2 separate regions of the Sus scrofa genome follow, and region 1 is linked to region 2. A link is a contact called in public HiChIP or PLAC-seq data. All regions are on one chromosome and are shown on one strand. The core of a region is the stretch at or near the end of the contact, and the rest is flanking DNA. Distances in the headings are between cores, read along the strand shown.

Evidence for each region. HiChIP or PLAC-seq counts read pairs in DNA pulled down with a chosen protein or histone mark.
Region 1: an H3K27ac HiChIP or PLAC-seq map of alveolar macrophages shows a contact between it and region 2. The contact joins two enhancer-like sites. A contact is called at or near these places in 4 of 47 Hi-C or Micro-C datasets (epiblast stem cells, liver and skeletal muscle) and 2 of 2 datasets of contacts at active chromatin or transcription factors (alveolar macrophages and skeletal muscle).

Annotation. Positions count from the first base shown.
Region 1 is chr6:147,487,158-147,489,857 of Sscrofa11.1, forward strand. The region is part of intron 1 of JAK1 (Janus kinase 1); the gene reads left to right. Among named protein-coding and RNA genes, the nearest start is that of JAK1, 59 kb to the left of the region's middle. Within about 2 kb of position 1,449, at least 4 of the 83 cell types and tissues checked have an H3K27ac peak or open chromatin away from gene starts, as enhancers often do. A contact at or near this core is called in alveolar macrophages and liver, where this site is marked.
Region 2 is chr6:147,393,739-147,396,603 of Sscrofa11.1, forward strand. It overlaps a transcript of JAK1 not described here. Among named protein-coding and RNA genes, the nearest start is that of JAK1, 34 kb to the right of the region's middle. Within about 2 kb of position 1,338, at least 70 of the 83 cell types and tissues checked have an H3K27ac peak or open chromatin away from gene starts, as enhancers often do. A contact at or near this core is called in alveolar macrophages and liver, where this site is marked.

The DNA of each region.
Region 1 (2,700 bases), core at 199-2,698, 94 kb after region 2:
GAAATTGTCTGCATCTAAGTGCCATTAAATCATGCACCTGGGTGTGAGTGTTTTGGAAGTGAGTGTGGATAGACAAGAGGTGAAGATCCAGGTCTGATTCCTGGGGCTCATTAGCATTTGGAGATTGGGAAGTGGAGGAGGATCCCCCCTCTGAAAATAAAGATGCTAGAACCTGATCCCCCAAATTGTTATAGGTATTGTGTAAGATATTACACATGGGCACATACTGAAAATTATTTAGTGCTTAACTGTATAAATAAATATGGAAATTAGGGCCAAGTTCTCTGGCGGCTCAGTGGGTTAAAGATCCGGCATTGTCACTGCTGTGGCTCAGGCTACAGCTATGGGTTTGATCCCTGGCCCAGGACCTTCTGTTTGCCACTAGCATGGCCAAAAATAGATATATAATATATGGGAGATTATTATTAAATAATTATTAAATTATTATTTCATATATATATATGGGAAATTCCTTAGGAAAATCGTTTGCCCACTTGATCTTTCTTCTGAAAATCTGTTTGTATGAGATTAGATAAGGTGTATGTAAATTTGGTGTGTATCAGGGGTTCCCAATGTGTAGGTTCTGTGACTGGGGGAGAGGAGGTGGGGAGGATGTTTGGGAAATTTAACAAGAGGGCTACCACATGATATATGCTTTAAATATACTTTTATTTCTGTTTTTATCACTTCAAGAAAATATGTATCTGAGGGAACATGAGCCATTACTGTCAATGGTGTTCTCATATTAAAGACATTTAACATTGATGTTTGACATACAAAGAGATATATACAAGCTTAAAAATTATGTGTGTGCTGGAGTTCCTGTCGTGGCTCAGTGGTTAACGAATCCAACTAGGAACCATGAGGTTTCAAGTTCGATCCCTGGCCTCGCTCAGTGGGTTAAGGATCCGGCGTTGCCGTGAGCTGTGGTAGGTTGCAGACACAGTTTGGATCCCGCGTTGCTGTGGCTGTGCTGTAGGCTGGCAGCAACAGCTCTGATTAGACCCCTAGCCTGGGAACCTCATATGTTGTGGGTGCAGCCCTCAAAAGACAAAAGACAAAAAAAAAAAAATTATGTGTGTGTACTAAGTATGAATTGGACACAGCTGGCATCTGTTTTGGTGAACAGGTACCTGCTTGAGTTGTCAGATCTTAGTAAGCTGTTCGAACTCACCATCCTCTCACTCTTTGCTCCCTCTCTTCTCTATCATCTTCCCTTCACTGGAAACAAGGGAGGGTTTCCTGAAAAGTGGGCTCTCTTCTGGGAAGACTCTCTGGCCAGCTGCCAGTGTGTCATACAACTTATCCAATCACATGGTGGAAAGAGAAGACTTGCAAAAAGGTCAGAGATGAAAACAGGAAAATCAAGTGGGTTGAAGGGGAAGGAAGCAAGAAGGCTGAGGCACATAAAGGCTGAGGATCACTCGGGACGGAGCTGGGGAAGGGCGCCTCTGCTGTGTCCTCTGTGACTGCTCCTCTCTCTCTCTCTCTCTCTGCAGCATTTTCTTTGCGCCCAGCTGCTATTCTCAGAATTGCAAAGACTTTTCTCCAGCTGTTTGGGTTATTGAATAGTAGGGAAATGTAACTTTTCCCAGGCATTACTTTCCAGAACACCTGCTTAAGGTGGCATTGTAGAAAGACCGTGTTCTCACCCTCCCTTTTTTATGAGTACCTTTTTAGTTTGATCTGATTCAACTGAAAGTTAAAATTTTATTCCTGTGCTTGTGTCTATCCAATTTGAGGACATGTGTGTGCATGTGAGGCTGTGGGAAAGAGAGACTATAAATGTAAGTGATTTAATGAATGGGTGGATAAATGATGAATGAATATTTTTTTGGAAGGCATTGGCCTATTAACCCATCTTCCCAGAAATAAAGACTTTCTGAGACTGCTATTCTTAGATCACTTTATAGAATTTTGGAGGTGACAGAGACCGTAGAGATCATCTGACTCTTGACTAAGTATGTGTTCCATTAAAAAAGAAGTCAAAATAATTTTGCAAAAGCAGGAGACTCACTACCCTTCTTACCATATTGAAGGCTAAGTGTTCTTCAAACCAGTGGTTAATTGGTGAGGAAAGGGCAGGGAGGAGGGGCAGTATAGGGGTAGGGGATTAAGAGGTACAAACAGATATAAAATAAGCGATGAGGATATATTGTACAACACAAGAAATATACCGCTGTTTTAGAATAACTATAAATGGAGTATAATCTTTAAAAATTGTGAATCAGTATATTGTATACCAATTTATGTAATACTCTACAGCACATATATGTCAATAAAAAGTTTTTTTAAAGGCTGAGCATTTTGTTAAAAAGATTGTTTCACTAGTGTTTTCAATTTATTTATTTCACTATAATACCTCCTTTTTCCTTCTCCCCACTTTCTCAGCTATATGTATATGGAACAGTGATCATTGCACAGAAATACAAGGTTCTAGAAAATTTGGTTTGGGAATGCTGATTTAATCTAATCCTTACATTTATTTTGAGCTTGCCAATGAACTTTTCTAGGTCTTTGTCCACATTTATGAGTAAATTGTATGAATTAATTACTAATGTCACTCCTAGCTATGACATTTTGTGGTTCAGATTTATTAACCCAGCCAGTGTTTAAAAAGTTATATGTTTCTTGGAGTTCCTGTCATGGCACAGCAGAAACAAGCCTGACTAGGATCCTTGGGGGTGCAGGTTTGATGCC
Region 2 (2,865 bases), core at 88-2,587:
TCTAGCAATTCCTGTGCAAAATATCAAAACACTGTACTTAGAATACTCAGGGCAGTGAGAACCTGGTATCTTCCACACCATCTTGAAAAAGCACTGTTTTGTTTACTTGTTTGTTTGTTGACATAGTTTGTGTGATTAAGAAGTGCTACTATCTTATGGGAATAAGACAAAAACCCCTCTCAAATTATCTTGCTTTGGAATTGCCAAATTTAACCTATTGCATGTGTGTATTCAATTTGGAGATTGTTGTTTTATTTGTTTTAGGTGGGTAGTAAGAGGGTGTGGAGTAAGGCTTTGCAGGGATTACTGCAGAAGGCATTATATTTTCATAAAGAGGGAAAAATACACCCATCTCATAATTACAAGTATTTGGAGTTGAAACATTGAGACAGTTTGTATTCTTGCCTTCCATATTTCCTCATTTGCAAAATGTTTCACAATCATTTAAATCCTTCCTCCAAATATTTATTCATTCTCTTATTTATTCAGGACGTACCACGCCCCATCAGGGCTAGTAACACTGTGATTCTTGGAAAGCTGGTCTCCGACGCTTTTAAGCATCACTACCCTCCCGGCTTTAAAACTAACTCCTGAAACCCCCCCCCCCCCCAGAGAGATCGAAACACGTTTCCTGTGTGAAAATATACACGGGGAAAAGAAACGTGTCAGTTGTATTCACCCGGAACCAGCCTAGAGCGGGCACGCCAGCGGGTTAGTGAGGTTTTCTTTGTAAAGGGCAACCTCTGCATTTTAAAGGGCGCAACCCGGTCACCCCAAAAAATGCAATTGAAAGGGCGCCTGAGGTCAGGACCGGACACTCGGCCACTCCTTTTTCGGCCGGGGAAACCTGGGAAACATTTTTTGGGCTCCGTCCGAGTCACGAGGCAGTTCCACGGCAGGAATTGTGCAATGGGGAGAGTCGGGCGGGCGTCCGGGCTTGGAAAAACGTGGGGAAGGCTTCCACGGTGCCAACTCCCCCGCCGGGAGCTGCGAGGCACTAAGGCGCGGCCAGGACAGCGGGGCTCTGGGAGGCCCCAAATCCGGGCCAAGAGCGCCTCGCCTCGCTGTAGGGGTCGGGGATGGAGAATCGGGGGGACGCCGTCCCCCGTCTCGGGCAGAGTACGCCGCCGCGCGCGGCCCTGGACTCTGCGAGTGCCCGGAGCGCTAGAGGGAACGGCGGCCGCGGGCGACGCGAGGGAACGCAGCCTCGCCACATCGATCGCGGCTGGGAACTCCGGGCTCGCACTTTCGGTAAGAGCACCGGGGCTTCCAGCAGCGCCGCGTCCCCGCCCCCGCCGGCCCGGCTGCCCTTTCGGATGGTGACGCAGTCGGCGGGGTACGCAGAAGTCTACGCGGAAACCCGGAACCTCCCCGGCCGCGGGCGCCGCCTTCCCGCCCCCGCGCAGCCCCAGCCCAGCGGTGCTCCTTCGCGCCCCACGCCGAGTGTCACGCACCGAGCGAGGCCTTGAGATGCGCTGCAAGGGTTAAACATCCGAGCAGTCCCTGGATGCGGACTCGGTGATAAACATTCAGACACATTGGTTTACTCATATCACTACGCGTGGGACTTACGCACTATTATTAGCTTCACTTAGAGTTGGGGAAACAGGCTAGAAGAAAATTGTTACTTAGTTTTTTTTTTTTAATTGGAATATAGTTGACTTAAGTTTCTTCTTGAAATCAAGGCAGAGCTGCGAATCAAATCCAGGGTAATCTTGACTCAGCTCTATCATAATTCTCTTAGATCAGCCACTACATGGCTTTCATTCCCGTGAGCAAGTAACAGGTGCGCAGGTAAAGTGAGAAATGGAGCCCCTCTTCCCCGGGCAACAGGGGCAGTTTGCTTCTGGTTGGTGCTCACACACATGTCCAGATGTGCTGGAAAAATAAAAACTTTACATGTGTATGTGTGTGTATGTACACACACACACACACACACACCATGAAGTGGCAAAGGTTGGAACGATTTCTCAGCCCTTGTGCCTCCACTTTCAAGCTATGTATTCGGATCAGGGACACTTATCATACGGGATTACTGGAAGATTAAATAAAACAGTATTTACATGGGTGTTAGCAGCTGGAGGACCTCAACACCTGTTCATTCTCTCCCTGTGAATTCTCTCTTATTTTTACAGCGTTCCTGGGAACATCGGGGCATTCACCCTCTTCAACACCAACACTGGAGAGGGGGTGTGCAGTCTTTCAAGGTCAACACCTTTTCTGACAGATGATAGATTGAATCCATTCAATGGAAGATCACTTTCCCCATCACCATCACCAAGCTAGGGGCTCTGTCTCTTGGCTACTGCAAGGGCTCTTTCCATCACACACACACACACCCACACACCCACACCTTTTTCCTCCAGAAGCTTTGGAACAGCTCTGAGGCCAAAGCGTGACTTCCTCGGTGACCTGATGGTGATGAGGTGGGCAGGGACCTCCAGGAAGCGGGAAGGCTAGAGGAGGAAGTAGTCAGGGAGCTTGCAGCCTGCCATCCCCCCCCCCCCCGCCTCCCCCAGAGAGGGGGAACCCTCCCAGCTGCACCTGGGCCTCTTTGCTGGCCAGGGCTGGGCCCTTTTTGGTAACTCGGGAAGCAGCTGCAGCCTAGTAAAAGAGAACAGTTCCTGTGTGCGGGTGGGTGGGTGTGCGCGTGCGCGCTGGAAGGGGGGCGTTTCTGGTTGTGGAATGTCCAAACCCAAGTAGGTTAAAGTAAAAAGGAATATGTCGGCTTTAGGATTCTATCCGGAATGGGGCAGACTCTTTCCATGGCAAATCATTTCAGGTTCAGCACAGAATTTTGAGGTGAGTTTATCTCGAAAAGTGAAACAGAATGGAAGTTTTCTAACATCGTAAAAATCTTGGGAA